Linked DNA regions of Mus musculus: all the other regions are linked to region 6. The links are chromatin contacts, called in public HiChIP or PLAC-seq and promoter capture Hi-C maps. All regions are on one chromosome and are shown on one strand. Each heading gives the region's core, a stretch centred on a gene start, on an enhancer-like site or on the middle of the called end of the contact. The rest is flanking DNA. Distances are from core to core; before and after follow the strand shown. Region 1 holds the start of Oas1g (2'-5' oligoadenylate synthetase 1G). Region 2 holds the start of Dtx1 (deltex 1, E3 ubiquitin ligase). Region 3 holds the start of Oas2 (2'-5' oligoadenylate synthetase 2). Region 4 holds the start of Mapkapk5 (MAP kinase-activated protein kinase 5). Region 5 holds the start of Oas1c (2'-5' oligoadenylate synthetase 1C). Region 6 holds the start of Ptpn11 (protein tyrosine phosphatase, non-receptor type 11).

Region 1 (2,801 bases), core at 167-2,666, 300 kb after region 6:
CTCCGTGCTGTTCTGCCCTCTCTCTTGCCCACCTAAATCGTCGTAAATGGGAAACACCAGACAGCCTTGATATTGAATACCAGCCAGTTTTGTATCAGTAAATCTTCAACCCCAAAATGCCATGCCAAGAACACACGACTCAGTTATATTTATAAGGTGCACATCCTAGATTGGGCACATATAACACTACAGTACTCTATTCCCCAGCTATAAGATCCCTTGCTACTTGCAGCTCCTCCAGGTCACATGGTTCTGCTCCACCTTCCACCTCCTCTTCGTCCATCTTCCCCTCTCTCTGTCCCTCTGTCTTGTCTTCCCCTCCTCCTTAGTCTCCTTCCTCCCTCTCCCTCCCCCCCTCCCCCCTCACATCTAAAACTTCCGGCCCCGCCTTTCTTTTCCATTGCCCAATCACAGGCTCTAGCCTTTCTCCACTTAAAGTGGTGAGCAGGTTCATATGGAAATCACCTCAGTATGTGATCTGCTCCTCATCTGGGGCAGGATTAGCATCAAAATACAAACAGCACCTAGGCAATCCACTGCACAGCTAGGCACAGTGGCCACCCTGTAACACCAGCACTGAGGGGGACCAACCTGGAGGAATCATGAGTTCAAATCCAGCCTTGGCCTTAAAGCAGGACCACAACAACTACGAAGTGAAAAACTCAAAACAAGAGATGAGGGGACAGAGGCAGGGGTTGGAGGTCATCAAACTGTTCTGATGTAGCCTTGGGTGGTGGCCCATGAGTGTTCCTCCAGGACCTGTGTCACCCAAAGGCTGACTTTCACCCTTGCAGTGGCCCTGAAAGACAGCTCACTGTAATATTCACTGCTGACTTGTCCTGACCCAATTGGTAGTACAGCCTGTACTTCAACCTTGGGAAAGTCCTGAGTGATACCCCACCCTTGCCCCAACCCCCCACCCACCGGAGCACCACAGGGGAAAACTTAAGACGTGAGTAGGAGAGGGGGCGAGTGTGAAGTCTGAGCTTTCTGTTAGAATTGCCTTAATCCTAGAGCTGCAGGTCCAGAGGTAAAGGAAAAACAAAACCTGTGAAGGTGCTGTTCTTAAAGAGAAAAGAAAATGCAGTTCTGCCTAAAACGTTTTCAGGAGCTGGAAGCCGAGCTCGGAGCCACCAGCCATCTTCTGCAGTTTCCTGACTCAGTTTCCCCTTTTCTCCTACATGTACAAATTGCTCCTGAAACATGCCCTGTAACAGTTTTTTTTTTTTTTTTTTTTTTTCCCCAGAAGAAATCCCTAAAAAGCCAAATCAGTTTCCTTTTGCATTCTTCCTTCGATGGGATCCTCAGAAAGCCTAGGCTTGGCGGTACCTGGTCAGAAGCTCTGAAGCCATTGGCTGTCGGGGCCTGGCCTATTTACATAGCCCTGCCCTTCTCGGGAAATGGAAACTGAAAATCTACTTCCCATTTCAGCCAGGCTGGGAGACCCAGGAAGCTCCAGACTTAGCATGGAGCACGGACTCAGGAGCATCCCAGCCTGGACGCTGGACAAGTTCATAGAGGATTACCTCCTTCCCGACACCACCTTTGGTGCTGATGTCAAATCAGCCGTCAATGTCGTGTGTGATTTCCTGAAGGAGAGATGCTTCCAAGGTGCTGCCCACCCAGTGAGGGTCTCCAAGGTGGTGAAGGTGAGCCCTCCTCTGCCTGAGCTGACTGAATGGGGTGGGAGGGGAATCTCAGAAGCCAGACAGCCCTGATCCCTCCTCTTCAATTCTGAGCACAGCTGGCGATGGGTTCTCCCCCCAGGCCCCATGTCTGTATTGTAGAAGGAGACTCAGCTACAGTTTATGTTCCCCAGTCCCAGGCTACGACCATTTCAGAGTCATAGAAACTGAAGCCCAGAACAGTAAAGCAGTTTGCTGGAGAGTGGCAGGTCAAAGGATCCAACCTTTGCACTGCTGTGTGACATAGGGTAAATTAACTACCTTCTCCATGTCCAGTATTCCCAGTCCACACCCCAAGATGGCAAGGTCACATAGACTAAGTCAAATGTGACATGGAGGACAGAACAGCACTCACATGCTGCATGGCTGGATTGAAGGACCCTCTCTGGGCTCGATTTGCATTTCATGACAATGATACCTAACTCACAGGCTCTGTGAAGGAGTCAGAAACAAAGTTTTTTCTTTTCTGCCTTGTTGTGTTTAGTTGATTGTATTTTTATATTTTTAGTTGTGAGTGGGGGCTCTGTATGCATTAGTGCAGGTTAGGTCAGGATTGAAGAGAGGGTGTCATATCCCCTAGAGCTGTAGTTACATAGGTGACTCTGAGCTGGCCTACTTGGGTGCTGGGAACTAAACTGAGGTCATCCGCAGGAATATCAACCACTTTTAACTACTGACCCACCTCTCCATCTGCAGATGTGACAATTTGTAATGCCCTCTCTCAACAGTGGCTGGTGCTCAGGTGTGTTAGTGATGATTCTCAGCATTTTATTTAGGGAGGCTCTTCTCAGTATAAATTCTTCTTTTGAAAATATTCGTTTTCTAGATGTTGATCACTTTTATTACTTTTCAGTTGCTCTATGATTCTATATGCTATTCCATAGTACACTGTGTTATAGTGTAACACTATTCCTTGCTCATTTCCTTTAGATCTCTCCCTTCCCCCGCTCCCATACACACTTCCCTCCCCCCCCCCCCCACACACACACTGACATACACAAATATAGACTCCACAGATGAACATGGATGTTTGTCCTTCTGAATCTGGCTTATCTTCTGTACCAGGAGGAGACTCTGAGCTGGCCTATATTTCCTACATAGATCCTGATGTCACTC
Region 2 (2,738 bases), core at 144-2,643, 480 kb after region 6:
TCTGTGTGACAGGGACAGAGTGACCAATGCATGCTCCTAGGAATGGGATCCTGAGATCCCGCCCCTTCTGGGCCTGCAGCCACAGGTGGCTGTTAACTGCGTGTAGTCCTTCTCAGCCCTCCTTGGTGAAAGGCCTCACTGTGCTAGATCAGCCAGATTACATCCATTAGTCATTCAACACGCATCATGGCGGCCTGTTGCCATGGAAAGTGCAAAGGCGTTGAGGCGTCAACTCCCAGCCCTACTCACTCTTGTGGGAAGTCGGACAAACTGAGTAACCTCTCTGAGCTTCCAGAGATTTTGCTTCCTGCCCATAACATGAGGACACAGTCTTACCTCCAGGGGCTGAATGGAATGGACACTCAATAAGCAGAAGCCATCATTTGTGATGATCTTGGGCCACAGAGGTGAACCGTGGTGGAAGCCCTTAGGGGCCTTTTGAGCAGGAATCAGTTTTGTGTAAGTGGTTAAAGTAGTTGATGGCGTGATATGGGGTGTCACAGAGGAGGAGGAGGAGGAGGAGGAGGAGGAGGAGGAGGAGGGAAGACCGATGAATCAAGAGAGGCTGCTGGGAGGAGTTGGCTGGATTCTTCTTTTGTGTTTGCTACTAAATCCCTGTGCAACTTTGAGTTGATGACTTCCTTACCCTGAGGACCTCAGGTTCCCACCGATTGCAAGGTGGTCATTAAGCAGTGACTAGATGTAGCTGTGAATGGCTTTCTTCTAAAAACAAACAAACAAAACAACAACAAAAACGCAGGTGTCCTGGGCAGGGTAAAGACTCCAGCTAATCCAGTTTTGGTTCTGGGAGTGAGCCTAGTGTAGCCTGCCCTTCACCCTTGCTCTCCCTTCCCCCTGCCCTCCCCCAATCCCCCCAGATCCCAACAGAGGAGGAGCAAGGGCCACTCTGGTCTGGCTCCCAAAGAGGTCCCTTAACCCTGCTCAGCTGCCTGGATCGCAGTCCCACACAGCCTCATCTTTCCCAATCTAAACAGGGCAGGTCCTGGATGTCTCCTCTCTCAGTCCATACCTGTGTCTGCAGATGCTGTGTTCAGCTTGCCAGAGGGCCTATCACAGTGCCCATGAACGCTTAAACTGCTGCTCCAAGAGATCACCCTGTAGTTGGCCAGTGGCCTTATGAGCAGTCTTTAGACTGTCTCTAAATCAGATTCATTCATTCAAGTACTTATTGAGCGCCTGTTGTGTACCAGGCCCTAGCATAGATGCTAAATGCAAAGATGATAGATTGGAACCAGAACCCCTAAACACAGAACGGATCTGATGCCTCGTGGGCCCAGCCGGGGACTCGGTGACTCGCGTGTCACAGCGGCTGGGCGGATCGGTCTCCTCCCCTTCCTCTACCCGCCCCGCCCCGAGGCCGCCTCCACCCGCGGGATCCCAGCGACGCGTCCGACGCGTCCGCGCGCCAGGACTACTGCGTCCTCCTGTCTGTCTGTCTATCCGGCGGCGGGCGAGGTCCGGGCTGGGGCAAAGCGGTGCCCTCCTTCCCTCCCTCCCGGGAGCCAGCGGAGAAAGAGTCAGCGGGGGGTGAAAAGAGCCAGCGCGGGGAGATCACGGTGAGCGTGTAGCGCAGGGACCCCAAATCCCTGGCTCTGGCGGGCCCACGGGCAGATGCCACCGGGCGGGGACATAACGACCTGCAGCTCTTTTGCCCCCGGGGACGCCACCCCTGAGGAAACCTCGGTCGCGGCTCCATCCGGCACCCTCCATCCATCTCAACATCCCGCATCTTGAACTCGAATCCCTGCATCCCACATCCTTCATTCCGCATCCCGGAATTCTGCATCTCCACATCCCGCGTCCCTGCATCCCACACCGCAGCCCCCGGTAGCGCGCGGCCCGGGGCGGGGGACGCGCTCCAACCGAACACGGGCCACTGCGGGTGACAGCCTGGGGTATGATGCCCGCTGTTCTCCGGGTACCCCAGGGACTGCAGGGCACAGACCCCCGAGCCTCCCTGCCGCCCCCCCACCGGCGCCCCATTGTTCTCTGCCGCGGCTCCTGGGAGGGGGAGGGGGCTGCTCTCTTCTTAAAGGGCCCTTTCTCCTTCTTGTCGCCCCTGCAGGTCGCGAACACCAGTGGGGTGGGGCGTGCCCACGGCCCCCGCCCCTCCCCAGGGTCCCCCAGCTGCAGGTCCGGACCGCGATCCCCACGCTCCGCCCCCTTCCCTGGGAGATCTACCACCACTCAGGCCGGCCAGGAGAGGGGACAGGGGTGCAGGGGTGCAGGGAGCCCCGTCGGGAGGGGCGGACCCAAGTCACCCCGAAGCGAGGCACGGGATCTGGAAAGCGGAGCCAAGCGCGCAAGGAGCAGCAGGCTGGGGCCAGGGCCTCCTGGGTGACAAGGCCCTGCGTGGCGGACAGAAGGAACGGGAGAGAAGCAGGGACAGGCCGGACTTAGAGGGGCAAGTGCCTCCTCACTCCTGCACCTGCACTGAGGGGACTAAGGGATTGAGATCATGTCCCCCACCTAGGACAGACATTGCCTACCGCGCACCGCTGTGTGCAACAGCTGCGCTCTGCGGGAAGGGGTCCTCGCAGCGTCTGGATGGCCACCCATCCCCCTAACCCAGGCCTCTAGGCCTTGGAGACGAGCCCAGCTGGAAAAGAGGCCACACTCCTCGCCGCCCGCCCTGGAGAGGGAGGACGAAGCTTCCCCGGTGCTCCCAGGCCCAGGAGGAGCTGGGCCAGCAACAGTGGGGACCTGGCCCCGCAGGC
Region 3 (2,818 bases), core at 22-2,521, 440 kb after region 6:
AGACAGTAATGGGAATGGTTTTTTTCCTTCAGAACTAATGGCAGCTCTTGTCCCCACCACACAGACTCTGGGCTCTCTTGTCAAAATGGCTCCAGAATTGGGGTGACTGTGAGCCACAGTGAAGAGTGAGGTGACCGCCATCAGGGCAGAGGAAAGAGAGGCCTTACTGACCTGACCCCCAGAGTCTCCAAGAGCGGCCCCCATAGTGGCTCTGGAATGATATGGCAGAGGCCCAGTGGGACACAGTGAGGGTTGGGTGAGGTGATACACATATTCGACTCCTCAGGAAGCTGAGGCAGGGTCCCTGAGAGCTGCTAGTGTCCCCTAAGCCATTTTCCTTCTATGGCCTCACTCAGAGGAACTACAAGAAGTCTGCTGCTTTCAGGGATCCTTTGTCAGAGCCCATATTTTTTTTGTGACTTCAGTCACTCCACTGGACTCCAAGGTGATACAAAGTCACTGTGCCTTTCCTGGTGAGGGTCCCAGGAAGCCATCTGCCACGTAGGACAGCCACATACAATGTGCCATCTACCTTGGAAGAAGATGCTATACATAACAGTTTATGAGAGGTTGAGGCAGGGGATTACCAGCTCAAAGCCAGTTTGGGCTAGACAGCAGGCTCTGTCTCAATACTAACCCAAAATAATTGTGTTGAATTGGTGAGGTTTCTTTTTGTGTTTAATTTTTAAATATTTAAATATTTATTTTTTAACATGTGGGGGGGGGGAGGACTACTCTTGACTCTTCAGGGACCTATGTTCACCCAAAGTCAGGAAGCCTACATCTGTCTGTCAAGGCACCTGTCCTGCAGTGCATCTTTGAGCAAGTCAGCACCTTCTCTGAGCTCAGTCTGTCTGCCCTGTCTGTCACCGAATGCTTCAGCCACTGGAAACAAGGAGGAAGGACATTATGTTAACGGACAGACTCTACCCTCAATAAAATCAAATTAGCTTAGCATTTAGCCAGCCAGCTTTCTGCCAATTTTTTTTGAGACATGCTCCTCCTAGCTATAGGTAGAGGAAACAGAGGCACCAAGAAGACAGTCCTACACTGATGGACGCAAACACTGGCCTCTGTGCAGGTGTCCCCTGAGGCTCTAGAGGCTCTAAGTTTAAGCTGGGGTGTCCTTGGGAGTGGCCAGCTAGCTGGAAGCAAACACACACCAGCTGCTGGGAAGTAACTCCCACACTTGAGTTTCGATTTCCTAGGTTCCTAGGCTTGGCTGTGTTAGGGGTGGGGCTTTGGACTTGATTTCCTCTTTCTAGAAACCCGGGTGCAGGGCAGAAGGCCCAGGACTTGAGCTACAGTGCTCTGCCTCGACAATTGACAAGACCAGCTAGCAACGATGGGAAACTGGCTGACTGGAAACTGGTCATCTGACAGGTCATCTGGCTATTCATCTGGCTGGTCACCTGGTGGGTCTTCAGGGGTGCCCTCCGGGCCAGTGCACAAGTTAGAAAAGTCTATCCAGGCAAACCTCACACCCAACGAAAACTGTCTGAAGCAGATTGCGGTGTCCTCGGTGCCATCGCAGAAGCTAGAAGGGTATATCCAGGAAAACCTCAAACCTAACAGAGAATCTCTGAAGCAGATAGACCAGGCCGTGGATGCCATCTGGGACCTGCTGCGCAGTCAGATCCCTGTGAAGGAAGTGGCTAAGGTGAGGCTCAGGGTGGGGGCCAGGGCTCTGCATCCCAGGAGAGTTCGCTGTTCCCAAAGGTGGTGGTGCTGAGCATTGTGCCACACAGGGCCCAGGGGATTGCACTTCGAAGGCTTTCCTCTGAGGACAGACAGTGAAGGGGCCCAAGCTGCTGCCAGGTCTTCTTCCACCTGGCTGCATGACTCCCGGAAGGGTCCTTTACCTCTCTGTGCCTCAGTGTCCAGATCTGCAGAATGAGGTCAGCCTAGACCCCACTTCAGAGTGTTGTGATGGTGAAGCACGCAGTGTTCTTAGCACAGGGACGGCTGTTATCAGTGCTCAGTAAATTACCAGGGATTGACTACATGCATTTGTGCTTTGCCATAGAGTGTCTTTGACTCCACATTTATGAGATTTTTGTTCGTGTATCTTTTTCATGCCTACATAGTACTCTACCATATCTATTTTTTTTCCATGCCTGTATAGTATTCTGCTGTGTTATTTGTTCGTCTTAGCGCAGTTTTGAGTTGACCCCAGTTTGGAGCTAGCATGCAAAACATGGACACAAACTGGTGCTGGCAACCTGATTTTAAAATGCCAGTGCCATTTGGGGGATTTCACTTGATTTAAGAAATGTCACTACCTGGAGCTTCAGAAAGTCTAGATCTCACAACTGCCCCTCCATTTCCCCACAGGGTGGCTCCTATGGCCGGGAAACAGCCCTAAGAGGCTGCTCCGATGGTACCCTTGTTCTCTTCATGGACTGCTTCCAACAGTTCCAGGATCAGATAAAATACCAAGATGCATACCTTGACGTCATTGAACTGTGGCTGAAAATCCATGAGAAGAAGTCAGTAAAGCATGAACATGCCCTTGTAGTACAAGTGTCTGTACCAGGGCAGAGAATACTCCTGCAATTACTTCCAGTCTTCAATCCTCTACGTGAGTGATCTGGGGACTGGGGGTGGGGGGGGTGTCCAAGCATTCTGGGAGTCCTGGGAGGCCACTGGGGTCCCGTGGGCTGAGGCTGTCTCCAAAATGGAGCTTGTAAACTCCTGTCTTAGTCACTGGTCAGTTGCTGTGAGGAGACACCCATGACCAAGACAACTCTTATAAAAAGAAGCATTTAACTAAGTGGCTGGCTTCGAGTTTCCGAGGGTTAGCCCCTTATCACCATGG
Region 4 (2,748 bases), core at 38-2,537, 350 kb before region 6:
CAGGTTTACCGGCTTTTTTTTTTTTTAAATATGCTCATTACATTTGGTTAATCGAAAATCTGAGGGATACCCCTGGGTGACTCAATTTAACCCATGTTTTTACCTTGGTTGCACGCCTGCCATGGGTTCCAAACTGTCCATTCCAAAGGACATACCATTAGCCTGGCTGAAGGCTAATCTAAAAGAGCTCTCTATGGGGAGACCTCAAGACACTAACTTGCTCAGCTCTTGGTCCCAATCTAGCCTCCATGCACATTGGACAAAGGCTACTGCTGGCCAAAACTTGGAAGTTTTGATTTTAATATCTAAATTGATTTAGATAACTTCATAAAACGAAATGGGAAGTGGCCTGAGGCCTCTCCCCCCATATTTCTGCATTCTTAACACCCTTACTATATAGGCTCCTCGAAGCCAGCTTTTTCCTCTGGTAGAGGAGTCCAACTTCCAGGAGGAGGACTGTGCCCCCTGCTGTGCGCACCAGTAATCACAGTCCTGACTGTTAAGAGGTCAGGCTCCCATCTCTCTTTTGCTCCCTGTCTGTTCCTTTGAACTGCCTCAGAAATCTAACAGAAAGGACGTGTACTAAACTCCTTTGTGTATACTTTGTGTACTCGTCTCTTATGACTCTCTCAGGGATACGCTTCCATTTAAGTAATCGTTAATAAAACCTTCAGAGCCGGGCGGTGGTGACACACGCCTTTAATCCCAGCATTTGGGAGGCAGAGGCAGGCAGATTTCCGAGTTCGAGGCCAGCCTGGTCTACAGAGTGAGCTCCGGGACAGCCAGGGTTACACAGAGAAACCCTGTCTCGAAAAATCAATTAATCAATCAATCAATCAATCAATCAACCAAACCTTCAATTCTGCTTCATAAACTGGCTAGTCCTAAAACCGTCCGCATGGAAGCCAAGAACTCGTTTGTCCCTCCTTCCCGCTTCTAGCATCCTCGGGATGCTGAGATGGCTGCAGCAGGCAGCAACATCTCCGACCCCGCTAAGCTGACAGGACGAGCACGATCCGGTTGGTTCCCACACAGCCAGATTTCTGTATGTCCCACGTTACCATCCCACTTCCCAGCCAACTCCTTGGCTGCATCCACAGGTTTCGCTCAAAACACAAGACACTCAGCAGCGGGCTCCCGCGCATGCGCCCTCCCTGCATTCCGCTTCTCTTTCGGCAGGCCAGGCCTCGCGCCGTCTTACGTCATTCACCCAGCGCCACGTCAGTGGAAGGCCCGGGGGCCTGTGCTGCGTGCGGCGCGCCCCGGGGACGACCCGGCTGGCGCCTGCACATCCACCGCGCGGCTCGGGAAAGCCTCAGAAAGGCCGGCGGATGCCGGCGAGAGGCGCGCGGGGCTGGGTGGTCGCAGAGCCCCGCGGCAGCATGGCTGGCGTGAAGCTGCAGAGGGTGAGGCGCGGGCGGGCGGCCGGCGGGCTGCCCGGCGCAGGCGTCCCGGCGATGTGTGGCGCTGGAGCGGCAGTGGGAGCGGCGGCGGCGGCGGCGGCGGCGGCGGCGGCAGCGGCGGCGGGCTCGGCTTCGGCTTCGCTACGGTGCTGGTGCCGGCGGCGGCGGGGAAGGCGGAGGCGGCGGCGCAGGCTTCTCCTCAGGAGCTGGCGAACCCAGGCCTAAGCGGCGGCCCCGCCAAAGCCCCGCACGGCGCTCCAGGCCGGGCCCCTCCCCGCCTCGCCCTGCCCCGGGAGCCTGCCTCCCCGGCCGGGGATGAGGCCGGGAAGCGGCTGCGCGGGGCCCAGCACAAAGGCTTGTCCCCAGGGGCCGCCGCCGCTGCCGCCGCCACCGCCGCCACCAGCTTAGAGCCGCCTGCGGAAGCCGAGCCGGCACCCGGACCTTCATCCCCTCCGCTCCCTAGGGGCGGGCGCTGCCCGTCTCCCCGAGCTCCGAGCCCTTTGCTTCCTCGGCTGCCAGGGGACGGGACAGCCGCGCAGCCTCCGCCGCTTCGGGCTGTGGGAGCCCAGCGGAGCATGTCGGAGGACAGCGACATGGAGAAAGCCATCAAGGTAAGCGGGAGATGCAACCCGTACCCTGCTTTGTCGACAACCGCGATTCCGCTCATCGTGGGCCTTGGGAAATAGAGAGAATTTGAATGGGAGGTAGAGGTTCTAGTTCCTAGCATCTAGTAAGTTCGGTTTTCGGCCTCCCGGGGAAGGGGACCGCATTTGAAGGCCCAGAGTGTTGGCTTGTGTAGGGTGGTGTCTCCGATTCCCTCTAGCCTCCTTGGTTGATGCAATTTGTGCTCAGCTAGAACGAAGTTGAGTAGTGTGGAGATACTTCATATGAGTGGGATATAAGAGGGCTTCTTAGGACTCTCATGTTTCCATCACCTCCAACTGTGTCCATTTGCATCTTGGTGACCCACTGCGACACTTGGCAGTGGCTCTGACCCCTCCTGATGGCTCTGAACCAAGCCTGTTTGAGACCTTCAACTTCAGGAGTTGCTTTACCTTTGCCCAAAACCTGCCCTTTGGCTTTTCCCTTCTCTGTGCGTTCATTTCCTTCTGTTCTCTTGTCTACTCTCAAGAATCAAGAGTTTATTTCTGAAGAGTTTAAAGCGCCCCGTATTCTAAAACGACCCCAAATGGGACTGGGAATATAGCCAGCTGGTAGAGTACTCACCATGCATGAACCCTTGGGTTTGATCCCTTGCACTGCATGAAACTGGCACGGGGAGGGGTCACCCCCCCCCCCACACACACACACGCGGGAGGATCAGTAGTTGAGGATCCCAGCCAAT
Region 5 (2,968 bases), core at 49-2,548, 380 kb after region 6:
CATATAACATCATAGAGAAACTGAAAAAAACAATAAAGGTGATCCAAGTCTGTAAAACAAATATCATAAAAAGAAGAATTCATGCTGAACAAAGCCTCCCTAAATAAAATGCTTAGAATCATCACTAACACACATGAGCATCAGCTACTGTTGAGAGAGGGCATTACAAATTGTCACATCTCCGGATGGAGAGGTGGGTCAGTAGCTAAAACTGCCTGCTGTTCCTGCTGATGACCTCAGTTTAGTTCCCAGCACCCAAGCAGGCCAGCTCAGAGCCACCTATGTAACTGCAGCTCTAAGGGATCTGACACCCCCTTTTCAATTCTGACCAAACCTGCACTAACACATACAGAGCCCCACTCACAACTAAAAATGTAGAAATACAGTCAACTGAAAACAAGAAAACAACTTCATTTCTGCACCCTTCACAGAGTCTGAGAGTTAAGTACCAGTGTCATGAAATGTGATTTGACAGACAGCCCGGGAACCGAGTCCAGAGAGGGTCCATCAATCCAGTCACATAGCAGGCGAGTCCTGGTCTGTCCTCCGTGTCACATTTGACTTAGTCTATGTGACCTTATCATTCCTGGGGCGTGGAACACTGGACATGGAGAAGGTAGTTAAGTTACCCTAAGTCACACAGCAGTGCAAAGGTTGTATTACCACTGCCCCACCACCTGCCCCTCCACTTTCCAGAAAACTGCTTTGCCATTCTGGGCCTCAGTTTCCCCGACTCTGAAATGGACATGGCCTGGGAGTGGGGAACATAAACTGTAGCTGAGGCTCCTTCTCCAATACAGATGTGGGACTTGGGGGGAAGAACCCATCGCCAGCTGTGATCAGAATTAAGAGGAGGGATCAGGGTTGCAGCCTGGCTTCTGAAAGTCCTGTCCCACCTCATCTCGGCCAGCTCAGGCTGAGGAAGGCTCACCTTGACCCCTTTAGAGGCCCTCATTCGGCGGACGGGGCCCCGGAAGGATCTGTCCTTCAGGAGAGCACACAGGGCATCTATGACTTCTCTGAGGTCAGCACAGAAGCTGGTGTCCGGGAGATGGTTCTCTATGAACTTATCAAGCTTCGAGGCCGGGATGCTCCTCAGATCCTGCTCCATCCTAGGTCCAGCTTTTACCTCTGCAGCCAGCAGGTCCTGTGTCTCCTAGGCTGGCTGAAGCAGAAATGGGACTTTCAGTTTCCATTTCCCGGGAAGGGCGCGGATATGCAAATCATCCAGGCCCGAGCAGCCAATGGCGTTAGGGCTTCTGAACAGGTACCTCCCCATCCAAGCCTGAGCTTTCTTAAGATCCGGCCCAGGGAAGAATGTGTAAGGAAACTGACCTGGCTTTCTCGGGATTTCTTCTGGAAAAAAGGCTGTTACACGGTACGTTTTAGGAACAATCTGTGCACGTAGAAGAAGGGAAACGGAATCAGGAAACCACAGAAGGTGGCTGGTGGCTCCTGAGCTCGGCTTCCATCTCCTGCAAACGTTTTAGGCGGAACTGCTTTTTTTTTTTTTCTTTTTAAGAACAGCACCTCCCCAGGTTTTGTTTTTCCTTTACCTCTGGACTTGCAGGTCTAGGATTACAGACAATTCTAACAGAAAGCTCAGACTTCCCAGAAGCCCCCTCTCCTACTCACACCCTACATTTTCCCCTGTGGTGCAGGGGGTCTGGGTGAGGGTGGGGTCTGGGCATCCCCAAGGGTGAAGTACAGGCCGTACCACCAAGCTGGGGACAGTACAGGTCAGCAGTGACTATTAAAATGAGCTGTCTTTCAGGGCCCTGGCAAGGTTGAAAATCACCTTTGGGTGACATACCCAAGGCCTCATCAAAACAGTTTGATGCCCTCCAACCCCTGCCTCCATCTTCTCATCTCTTGTTTAGAGGGCAGAGAGAGGGCTCAGAGTTTAAGAGCTCGGGCTGTGCTTCCAGTTCCAATTCTGAGAACTGACATGGCAGGTCCCAAACACACACACACACACACACACACACACACATTCACATGCACACGCACAGGGCATGCACACACTAAATACACTCCTGAGCTTGCCTGTGCACATATGCACACAAATACACAAACAAGTGTATACTCACATGTGCACACCCGAGCATTAACCAGGATGTACTTCGATGAGGAAATAAAGAGTCTGGCCTTCTGCAAGAGCAGGATTGGCCTTTATGCATCTCCAGGAAGGAAGCCATTGCTAGTGGAGACTGCTCACCGGGCACAGGGAGCTCCAGGGGATTAGGGTGGAAATGGGACCTTTGGGGGTCTGCAGACCTAGTCCTGCTTCCCCAAGCTGGTGGATTTTGGTGGGGTGCTTACCCCGTTGGCCTCCCTGATCCTCACTGCACACTGACATCAGCACCATATCTCCTCCTGCAGGGAGTCACTCAGACTGCCTGGGGCTTCTAGGTCATTAGCCCTTCACATGCAGGAAAACAGGGAAGAAAAACAGCATTGTGGGTGGCCCTAGCAGTTCAGCAGGCAGAGGCTGATGCAGGAGGATGGATAGTGGAGGCTGGTCCATCCTGGGCTACACTACAGCTGGATTCACTCCAGAGTGTGAGGGGGAAAAAACCCTAAAACAGATGAAGAAATGAATGGAAAAAAAAAAAAAGGATCCTGCCCAATGCTGTGGCTGAGAGCACACTCTGGGCAGTAACACAGTTCTTTCCTTAAAGAAACAGGAGCGGGAAGTTCCACTGACCAAAGTTGTGTCATTCCAGGTCAGAGGTGAGCCCTCAGCACAAAGTGTCAGCTGCTTTAAATTCCTTTTGGTCAGCCAGGTGTAGTGTCACAGGCCTTTGATCCCAGCACTCTGGGGTCAGAGGAAGTTGGACCTCTGTGTTTTTTTTTTTTTTTTTTTTTTTTTTTTTTTTTTTGGCTAGCCTGGTCTACAGAGTGAGTTCCATGATAGTCAGAGCTCAGTGGTGAGATCCCGTCTTGAAAAATAAACAACAACAAATTG
Region 6 (2,741 bases), core at 83-2,582:
AACTTTACACTTCATTAAGATGGAGCTGTTCAAGAAAGCCACATTCATCTAACAAAGTCCCCCTCCCCAACCCCCGTAGCAGCGTACTGGTACTAACAATTTGGACATTTGGAAGGAGAAGTTATGAAGTGTTTCTTTGAAGTGAAAAGGTCAGATTTCTTAATTTAGAAAAAGGATCACTTGTTAGGATTGCTAATCCCGGTATGGGTGAAACTGCAAAAAACATTTGTGTTAATTTTAGTTCAAGTTGTAAAAGTATGGCCGTGGTACATAGGTTGTCTCTTTTCTCATAAACAAACAAAACAAAAAATATTCAACGGGAGAGGCTGGTGAGATGGCTCAGCAGTTAAGAATACTGAGTGCTTTTTCAGAGGTCTTAAGTTTTGTTTCCAGCACCCACATGACAGCTTACAACTGCCTGTAACTCCAGTTCCAGGAACTGTTGTTCTTTTCAGATCTTGGGCTCTAGGCACTCATGCAGTTACACACATACTTACATGCAAGGCAACCACTAATACACTAAACATTAAAAAATACAAAGTAATATATATATATATACATATATATTTCTAGCCGGGCGTGGTGGCGCATGCCTTTAATCCTAGCACTCGGGAGGCAGAGGCAGGCAGATTTCTGAGTTTGAGGCCAGCCTGGTCTACAGAGTGAGTTCCAGGACAGCCAGGGCTACACAGAGAAACCGTCTCATAAAACCAAAAAAAAAAAAAAAAAAAGTAATATATATTTCTTTTTGACAGGGTCTCCCTACTTAGATGTCCTGGAACTCACTATACAGACCAGGCTGGCCTCGATTTCACAGTGATCCACTTGCTATTGCCTACCTAGTGCTGGAATTAAAGGCGTACGCCACCTTGCCGGGCAAAAGGAGTAAATCATAAAACATTATGTGTATGGATATGTGCCCGTGAGTGCAGTGCCCGAGGAGCCACAAGAAGAGAACGGCGGATCCGGTAGAACCAAATTTACAGAAGGTTGTGGGCTGCCCCATACAGGTAGGTGTTGGGAATCGAACTCGTGTTCCCCCTCCCTTATTTGTTTGCTTCTTTTCCCGTGTGCAGCCGCCCTGGATGCATATTGTGTATTGTGTCCTCGCACCTATGTGCGACGTCCCCGTTTAGAAGAATCGTCCAGGCGTTCACGGGTGTAGCCGCACCGATTCAGAGGAGGAATCCCACACCAAACTCCCTAGCACTGCTCAGGGCCCCGCAAACCGGAAGCAGATAGTGGCCGTGGCGGCGGCGCGCGATGACGTCACGCAGGCGCCGGCGGCCAGGGGCGGGGGCGCGGGCGAGGGCGGAGCGAGCCGGGCGGCGGGGCGGCCGCGCAGTGTCCGGGATCCAGGCCTGGCAGGGGGTTGTGCGCGCGCGGCCGGCCGGCTCTGCCCGCACCCGTGTCGGCTCCGGAGCGGGGCCTCGCTCGGGCCCCCTCCATGTGACGGTACCCCGCGGAGCCTGAGCGAGCAGCGGGTCCGTGCGGAGCCGGAGACGGGAGGAACATGACATCGCGGAGGTGAGCCGCCCGCAGGGGCCGGGCCGCGGCCTGGGTCCCCGCTGCCTCTGGACTGCGCGGGCCGCCGGGGGTCACACCGGGGACTCCCCGTCGGCTTGGCTTCCCCGCCGCCCCGCCCGCGGGTCCCCATTCATTTCCTGCCGCCCCGAGTTCCTGCTCCCGCGGCCCGGGATGCCCGTGGGGACACCCGCGGCCCCGGCCGGCCGCCGCATTCCTGACCCATTGCCTCATGAGCGTCGCCTCCTGGGGATTCCGAAATAACCCCGCGCGCTCGGGGAGGCGCCCGGGCCACCGCGGGGCCTTCACACAGGACCCTTTCAGGTGCCCCCTTTTTGCGTCTTCGCCCTCGCCCCCAAGTGCCAGAAGTGGGAAAACTGAAGCTCTCTGCAGCGGCTGGGAGTGTTCCCTCCCCACTGTGATCTTTGCTTTGAAAGGTGGGAGGAAAGGGAACCGTATCTGGCCGTGGGATTGTCCCCTCTGTTTGACGAATGTGGAAACTGAGGCTCGGGAATAACGTGCTCGTCACAGGACAGGATTTGAAGCTTAGATTGGAGGCGAATGAGTGAGTTTCCACTTCAGGGTAACGAGACTCCATTAGTGACATTGACTTTGCTCTTACTAGAAGCCAGCTTAACGCGTACCGCAGTGGTACGAGGTGGGTGGTGGAATCCCTTTCCTAAACATGACCAAATTGAGTTTTCAGGATGAAGTACATTGTGGCATGTTACCTGGTAAGAGGTGCAAGTCTCTCACTGTGTTGCCCAGGTTAGCATCCAGTGTACATTTCCCCTTTATCTCAACCCCTTTAGCGCTGGGGTTACAGGCCGGATCACACTATAAGGACTTGTTTAGTTTTAAAATCAGCTTTAAGCCCGACGTGGTGGCGCACGCCTTTAATCCCAGCACTTGGGAGGCAGAGGCAGGCAGATTTCTGAGTTCGAGGCCAGCCTGGTCTACAAAGCGAGTTCCAGGACAGCCAGGGCTACATAGAGAAACCCTGTCTCGAAAAACAAAAACAAAAAACAAAACAAAACAAAACAAAAAAACCAACATTTTTATTGAGATAAGTTGCACCTGATTCGGCGGACAGTTTGATTAAACCTTGACTTATGCGTATACTTGAGACCATTACAGCAGTCAAGATAATGAACATATCCACGACTCCTGGTGAGGTTTCCCTCAGCTTGGTCTTACCAGTCCTCTGCTTTCCCTCC

The links. HiChIP or PLAC-seq counts read pairs in DNA pulled down with a chosen protein or histone mark. Capture Hi-C pulls out chosen DNA fragments and counts their contacts.
Region 1: a promoter capture Hi-C map of adipose tissue shows a contact between it and region 6. The contact joins the promoter of Oas1g here to the promoter of Ptpn11 in region 6. A contact is called at or near these places in 2 of 39 promoter capture datasets (cranial neural crest and hippocampal neurons), 3 of 115 datasets of contacts at active chromatin or transcription factors (embryonic stem cells and forebrain) and 3 of 9 other capture datasets (adipose tissue, macrophages and pancreatic islet).
Region 2: a contact with region 6 is called in an H3K27ac HiChIP or PLAC-seq map of epiblast stem cells, with 2.7 times the contacts expected there. The contact joins the promoter of Dtx1 here to the promoter of Ptpn11 in region 6. A contact is called at or near these places in 1 of 39 promoter capture datasets (hippocampal neurons) and 1 of 115 datasets of contacts at active chromatin or transcription factors (epiblast stem cells).
Region 3: an H3K4me3 HiChIP or PLAC-seq map of bone marrow-derived macrophages shows a contact between it and region 6, with 4 times the contacts expected there. The contact joins the promoter of Oas2 here to the promoter of Ptpn11 in region 6. A contact is called at or near these places in 3 of 115 datasets of contacts at active chromatin or transcription factors (bone marrow-derived macrophages and embryonic stem cells) and 1 of 9 other capture datasets (embryonic stem cells).
Region 4: a contact with region 6 is called in a promoter capture Hi-C map of liver. The contact joins the promoter of Mapkapk5 here to the promoter of Ptpn11 in region 6. A contact is called at or near these places in 1 of 39 promoter capture datasets (erythroid cells), 7 of 484 Hi-C or Micro-C datasets (CD4 T cells, CD8 T cells, LSK cells and 3 more), 5 of 115 datasets of contacts at active chromatin or transcription factors (bone marrow-derived macrophages, embryonic stem cells, epiblast stem cells and 2 more) and 2 of 9 other capture datasets (adipose tissue and liver).
Region 5: a contact with region 6 is called in an H3K27ac HiChIP or PLAC-seq map of embryonic stem cells, with 6 read pairs. The contact joins the promoter of Oas1c here to the promoter of Ptpn11 in region 6. A contact is called at or near these places in 4 of 39 promoter capture datasets (the 3T3-L1 cell line, the SN4741 cell line and hippocampal neurons), 9 of 115 datasets of contacts at active chromatin or transcription factors (the SCID.adh cell line, T-cell acute lymphoblastic leukemia, bone marrow-derived macrophages and 5 more) and 2 of 9 other capture datasets (liver and pancreatic islet).

Annotation. Positions count from the first base shown.
Region 1 is chr5:120,886,228-120,889,028 of GRCm38.p6, reverse strand. Oas1g (2'-5' oligoadenylate synthetase 1G) reads left to right here and starts at 1,416. Exons shown (of 7, transcript NM_011852.3): 1 at 1,416-1,649. The coding sequence starts at 1,467.
Region 2 is chr5:120,710,324-120,713,061 of GRCm38.p6, reverse strand. Dtx1 (deltex 1, E3 ubiquitin ligase) reads left to right here and starts at 1,393. Exons shown (of 10, transcript NM_008052.3): 1 at 1,393-1,577; 2 at 2,087-2,738.
Region 3 is chr5:120,748,301-120,751,118 of GRCm38.p6, reverse strand. It overlaps Oas2 (2'-5' oligoadenylate synthetase 2), which reads left to right and starts at 1,271. Exons shown (of 11, transcript NM_145227.3): 1 at 1,271-1,660; 2 at 2,335-2,581. The coding sequence starts at 1,346.
Region 4 is chr5:121,544,431-121,547,178 of GRCm38.p6, reverse strand. It overlaps Mapkapk5 (MAP kinase-activated protein kinase 5), which reads left to right and starts at 1,287. Exons shown (of 14, transcript NM_010765.2): 1 at 1,287-2,014. The coding sequence starts at 1,979.
Region 5 is chr5:120,810,844-120,813,811 of GRCm38.p6, reverse strand. Oas1c (2'-5' oligoadenylate synthetase 1C) reads left to right here and starts at 1,298. Exons shown (of 7, transcript NM_033541.4): 1 at 1,298-1,378. It also overlaps the pseudogene Oas1b.
Region 6 is chr5:121,189,988-121,192,728 of GRCm38.p6, reverse strand. Ptpn11 (protein tyrosine phosphatase, non-receptor type 11) reads left to right here and starts at 1,332. Exons shown (of 16, transcript NM_001109992.1): 1 at 1,332-1,527. The coding sequence starts at 1,514.